Regions from separate parts of the Sus scrofa genome. Here region 2 is linked to region 1. A link is a contact called in public Hi-C data. All regions are on one chromosome and are shown on one strand. Each heading gives the region's core, a stretch centred on a gene start, on an enhancer-like site or on the middle of the called end of the contact. The rest is flanking DNA. Distances are from core to core; before and after follow the strand shown.

What was found. Hi-C and Micro-C count contacts between places; a contact is called where the count stands out from the background.
Region 2: a contact with region 1 is called in a Hi-C map of liver, with 3 times the contacts expected there. The contact joins two enhancer-like sites. A contact is called at or near these places in 1 of 5 promoter capture datasets (liver), 17 of 47 Hi-C or Micro-C datasets (alveolar macrophages, brain, embryonic fibroblasts and 9 more) and 2 of 2 datasets of contacts at active chromatin or transcription factors (alveolar macrophages and skeletal muscle).

The regions. Positions count from the first base shown.
Region 1 is chr18:17,980,848-17,983,547 of Sscrofa11.1, reverse strand. LOC110257572 (a long non-coding RNA gene) reads right to left here. Exons shown (of 3, transcript XR_002340372.1): 1 at 473-2,700. Among named protein-coding and RNA genes, the nearest start is that of MIR29B-1, 57 kb to the left of the region's middle. Within about 2 kb of position 1,262, at least 30 of the 83 cell types and tissues checked have an H3K27ac peak or open chromatin away from gene starts, as enhancers often do. A contact at or near this core is called in liver, mesenteric adipose tissue, omental adipose tissue and 2 more, where this site is marked.
Region 2 is chr18:18,028,458-18,031,172 of Sscrofa11.1, reverse strand. LOC110257572 (a long non-coding RNA gene) reads right to left here. Exons shown (of 3, transcript XR_002340372.1): 2 at 340-2,715. Among named protein-coding and RNA genes, the nearest start is that of MIR29B-1, 9.8 kb to the left of the region's middle. Within about 2 kb of position 1,357, at least 37 of the 83 cell types and tissues checked have an H3K27ac peak or open chromatin away from gene starts, as enhancers often do. A contact at or near this core is called in liver, mesenteric adipose tissue, omental adipose tissue and 2 more, where this site is marked.

The sequences.
Region 1 (2,700 bases), core at 13-2,512:
CCTGCAGTTTCCACGTGGAGACTCCCCGTCTCCATACCTGTCGTGTGCCCTTCCTGCTTCCAGTGGAAATGAGGGCAAGTGAAGCGGGGCTATTCTGCTAGATGCGCTCCTGGCCGCACCACATAAACAGCCTTGTCTGTGTCACTGTCATTTAATTAATGCTAAGTTCTTGAACCATTTAAAAAGAGGGGGGAGAAAAAGAGAACTTTTTTGTTTTCTCATTGATAATAAATTTCAGTCTCTTACTATCTCTAACAAGCCAGCCAGCACATTAGATGCAGGAAGAGAGATCGAAAAGATAAAAGAAGCAATTAGCTATTGAACAAACTTCATCTCCTGCTTCCCGATGAAGGGGAAAGAAAAAAAAAACAAAAAAACAACTTGGCATTTGCCAGATATTGAGTGTCTAATAATGTTAGCAAGAAAAAACATGTAGGAGAGACTGACTAACAAAGAAATAAACAACACTTACTTTGTTTTCCAGCACAGTAAGCTGGTCGCGAGCGAGATGAGGGTAAAACTCCTTTCCTCAAGGCCCCTGCTTTCGCTTTGGAAGCTGTGTTTACACTCGGGTCCAGGTTTGCTGCAGGACTCCTAAATGCCTGCGCCTCTCGGATGCCCCAAGTTCACAGTTCATCTCAGAGGCTTCATCGAGGACAAGGAATCCCCAGTTCAGACCCAGGCAACCTCTGGGCGCCACGTGGCACCACTGCTGTTGTTACCACACGCACGCCTGGGACACCCACTTGTTACCTCAGGAACCAGGCCACCAGCAGATAACCACTCAGACGAGTGTCCAGAGACGCGAGCCTCTGGCATTCTCAGGTTCAAGGTTGGAAAATGCATAAAGACAGGAACCACACAGTCAGCAGTATTCTGTGCCATTAACTTTCTTGCACTTAAACTTAGCCTTAAGAAAGAGCGGAGGGCACAAAATTAAAAGAGGTATTTTACTGGTGACCGGCATTTGTCCCGTCTCGCTGTCTAAAACTGCATTTAAGAATCCTAGATCACAAGAATTTTCATTTCCTCTGTGGAAACTACAGAGAATCCATTTAAAAAAAAAAAAAAAAAAAGGAAAAAAGTATAATTTTGCTTAAAAATGTAACCCCTTACTAAATCTCATCGGGTTCATTTTTTAAAACCCAAATTTGATGTTTGTTTTGAAAACTTACTTCATCCATGTACTGTTCAGCTCATAAAAACAAACCTTCTTCCAGCAAAATGGGACACTTTGACCTTGTTTACCGCAGTATTTTGAAACCTCTGTCTCGTAACTCCTGACATCACTGGACGTGTATTAGCACCTTCACTGCTGTTGGCTGCACACGCTGCTACCCCGACCTTCTTGAATCGCCCCTGGTTGAACAAATACTTCACACGACAGTAGGGATACTGGTGTTAGCATTAAACCCACAGAACTCACGTGGTCCCTTTTATAAGTGCCACATCTCTCTGATCACTTTTCTAAGAAAACAAAAGCACTGAACATCTGATACTTTTTTAAGTCCCTGCATCCAGACCTCATACAGACTATTTTTTCTTCAGACCCTCTCCCTGCCCAAGAGAAGGGCTTCCTTTCTCACCAATCGCCATACTGGCAAGAATTTCTGCCACAGAGCTTTTCTAATAGAAGATCTTGACCTACTTTCCCCCAATAAAAAATTCCCACAAACTTCCCTAGAGGATAATTTATGTTGGCATATTTTAGAATTTCAGAAAGCATTGTTGCACTTTTAATTTTGATAAAGTCAAGATTTACTCATTTCTTTTTCTCTTGTGGAAATGATTTTGATATTGTATCTGAGTGTTACATTTTTAAAGAAATAATTTTCCCCTGGCAGTCTGACACATTTCCCTTCTCTGTTCCTCAATTCTTATTCTTGATGTAGAAGAATTAAAAAAAAAAAAAGAGAGAGAAAGAATACTTGTAACATAATTTAACTGTGTAAGTCACCATTAAATTTGAGAGAACATTTCCTATAATCCAACTCTTTAAATAAAACCAAATTCTGGTCTTACAGTGGTGGTGCAATTTTACAGAGAAGTAATTAAAAACTCAAGTTTAACTTATCTGAAACCAACTGATAACATTCTTGTTTCTCTCCTGAAACAACCTGCAAAACAACAAGTCCTCGAACTACAGTCACCAAGAAATAAAGAACACGAAATACATATTTGAGCAATTATGGCCTTTGTTTGTCAGAGAAGAATAAAAAGAAAAAACATCCAGAGTTAATAAAATTAATTAACTCGAGCTAAAGAACTACTAAAAGGACCCTCCGAATATCATGCTGTTACTATGACAACTTCAAAACTGCTTCAAGCAAATATGAGGGATTTTAAGATTCATGATAAAACAAGTGTCATCCAGCCTGTGAAAAATTACTTTCATTTCCATCAGGCAGCAGAAAGGCTAAATGGCTATTTACAACTTTGAAATATCAAATCGTTACCTTGTGAGAGATGCTATACTCTTCATTCAGATTACGAAAAAAAAATAATAAGTAAATGAACAGCTCTCTCAGTAATCGGAACCATTTTGATTTCAGTCCTGCAACTACACCACTCCTACGGTCTATCTAGTTGGTACTTTATTTTTATAATGAAAGCAAAGTCTGATGCAATCTGAAAGGGAAGGGACAAAAAAAAAAAAAAAAAAAAAAAAAACTAAACAGTTTCTAGTTTCCAAATACAAAT
Region 2 (2,715 bases), core at 108-2,607, 48 kb before region 1:
AAGGTGGGGAGGGGCCTTCGCGTCCGCTTTGAATACAAAAACCTTGAGTACACAGCTTTCAGTTCCGTTTCTATACCCTAAGCGTGTAATTTTCTGCTAAAAGAATTTTACTCACGCCTTAAAATTTGAGACACTAGCTAGATGACAATTTTTAAAGTACGTACAAATGCAAGACAGCCAGAATTTTCAAGAATGCGAGGAAGTTAAACCAAGGCCCAGGCCTTTCTAGGGGAACATTCTGTGCAGCTCGGGGAGGGCTCGGGGCCCAGGAGCGCCATCCCCGGGAAAGGCCGGGGCGGGGGACACGCCAAGCACTTCTCCTTCCCCGCGCTGGTTCACCTGAAAGACGAAGGCAACACCGGTGATGAGGTGCACGAAACATGGTGATTTTTTTCTTCAAGTCATGCTAGAAGCTGGTCACGGGCTGGTCTTCCCGGCGGCACCGTCTCCCTGGACTGGGAGGCAGCTGGCATTTACTGTTACTGGGACTGAGGGACTCGCTTCTCGCTGGTAACAACAAAGCCATAGATGCAGCCCCAGCGCCTCCCGGAAGGCCCCTGCAGCCCTTGAGCTCTGACTGGCTCTTCCTCCTCAGGTAAGTGACCGTCTCTCGGCTCAGGAGGTTGTCCTTATACAGATACATCGTCCTCCCAGGGCTCCTGGAAGCGGCGGGCAGAGGGCCAGGAGGAGAGAGCTTCCTCCGCGGCTCTCATGGGTGCAGAGGTGGTGGGGCCAGAGGACACGGAGGCGCGTGGGCCCAGCGGGAACTCCTGGGGCCTGAGTCCTCTCCTCCAGGCTCCTGGAGGCTCCCTGCCGCCGCCAGGCAGGAAGGGTGAGTCACTGCTCCCGGCTCCACCCCTTTTGCTTCGCTCCCAAGAGGCACTTCCAAGCTTCTGGAGCATCTTCTAAAACAGCACATTGACTCAGTGCCCCAAGGAGCACAGCGTGTTCTCAGAACATTGCTCAATTCTGTCTCCTGCGGGAAGGAGTCGGCGTTTGTTTTATTAAGAACTAGCGTGAAATAGTTAGTTCTCATCTACAAAAGGAGAAAAGAAAAGTGGGGGGGAGTAGGTCGAGTCTCCCATTTTGGCGCACAGATAGAGACAGTGTTTTTCTTATTTCTGGGAGCCCAGGAGCTAATAAATTGGCCGCACTGACAAAGGAAGTTTGGGGAAAGCTGCCTATGACGAATAAATGACTGATTTGTTTCATTTTGTAAAAATGAGGCTCTCCTTTCTGACCCAAGTCATTTTCTAAGCATTCCTCAAAGGGCAGCGGCCTCTCCCGCTGGGAGGCCAAGGGCGCCCTGGAGCCTCTTCCCGGGCTTGGACAGGAGCCGTGCGGTCAGAGGCGGGCGGCCTGGCTCCCGCTGGCCCTCCTCCAGTTCCGTGACCTCTGGCCACCACCACCCAGGTTCGGTCTCTCCATCTCTGACACAAGCAGCTGTGTGTGACAGTTTCCCTTTTGCTCTAAAACAAGACGATTCTGAGATGCGACACCTCGGCTGAGGCTGGCTCTGCTTTGGCCCACATCTCGGGGGCCTGAGTCGTACACACGCCCGTGTGTGCAAAGCCGGCCCTGCCAAGAGAGAAACATTCCGGATCATTCAAAGCCATGAAGAATGTTGGCTCTGACTTCAGAAGGGCAGGATAAACAAATCCGTGCCCAGGCGGGCACTCGCTGACTGGCTGCCTCTGCCTTTTTAACTCATCAGGGCCTGAGAGCTTCCCTAAGGCCTTCTGACGCCAGGATGCGTCAACGCTGTCATGTCGGTCCCTTCCCCGGCTTTTTCACAGGCGCAGGCCGTCCTCAGGTGGGGGCAGAATGCTCACCAGTCTTTCACCGGGATTGACTTTTTTGTAACCTCTCCCCCAAATCAGGTCAGTTCTCCCTTCCCACATAGGTCAAAAAATAAAGAATAAAGCTACCCTCCTTTAAAAAAAAAAAAAAAAAAAAATCCTCTTTCCCCAAACCACACGCCCAAATGCAGTGAATCTAGAGATTCTTTGGACTGGAGTGGATTCTAAAGTCAATTGAACTTCCAATGCATTTCGATTTGGCCTCCTATTGATCTGAAACCACAAAGGTTGTAGGAGACAGGATATGGTTCTGGTCTCTGGTAGAATCCGCTTGAATTCTTCCCCGGAGAGAAAGTGGGAACCCTTCGACTGTCCAACCAGATTTCTGTGTGGCTCATGGAAAGTAAACAAACAACATAACAGAGAAAAACCCAACTTCCAAGTCACAGGCTCACAGCATCTTTGGGAACTAAGTAGTTGAGGTCCAGGGACTTGCTGAAAACCACCCCAGGACAGTGAGAGCACGCAGACACGCGGCGCTCAAGGCCATTTGCCCGAGAAGATGACTGGGTTTGGGCCCCCAGGGACACTTCTGCTGCAGAGAATTAACTGGGCGTGTAAAGGAACAAAGAATTCGGCTTTTTTTTTTCTTTTTTAATTAAAAAATTTCGTACTCAAAAAGCAAGAGACGTGATGCTATTTTCTCCCATTCTGAAATCTCACAGGGGCGAGGGCATGGGCAACCACATCTGTAGCATCTGCATTCGGGCAGCTGTCTGAGTAACTGTCACCAGACTTTTTAAGGTTTTACAGAAACTGAGTTGGGAGTATTTCCCAAGAGCCACTGCTCAGCAGTGAAAACGTGGAGAGCTTACTGTTCTGTCTTTTGGAAAATCTAATCAGCTAAAATGATGAC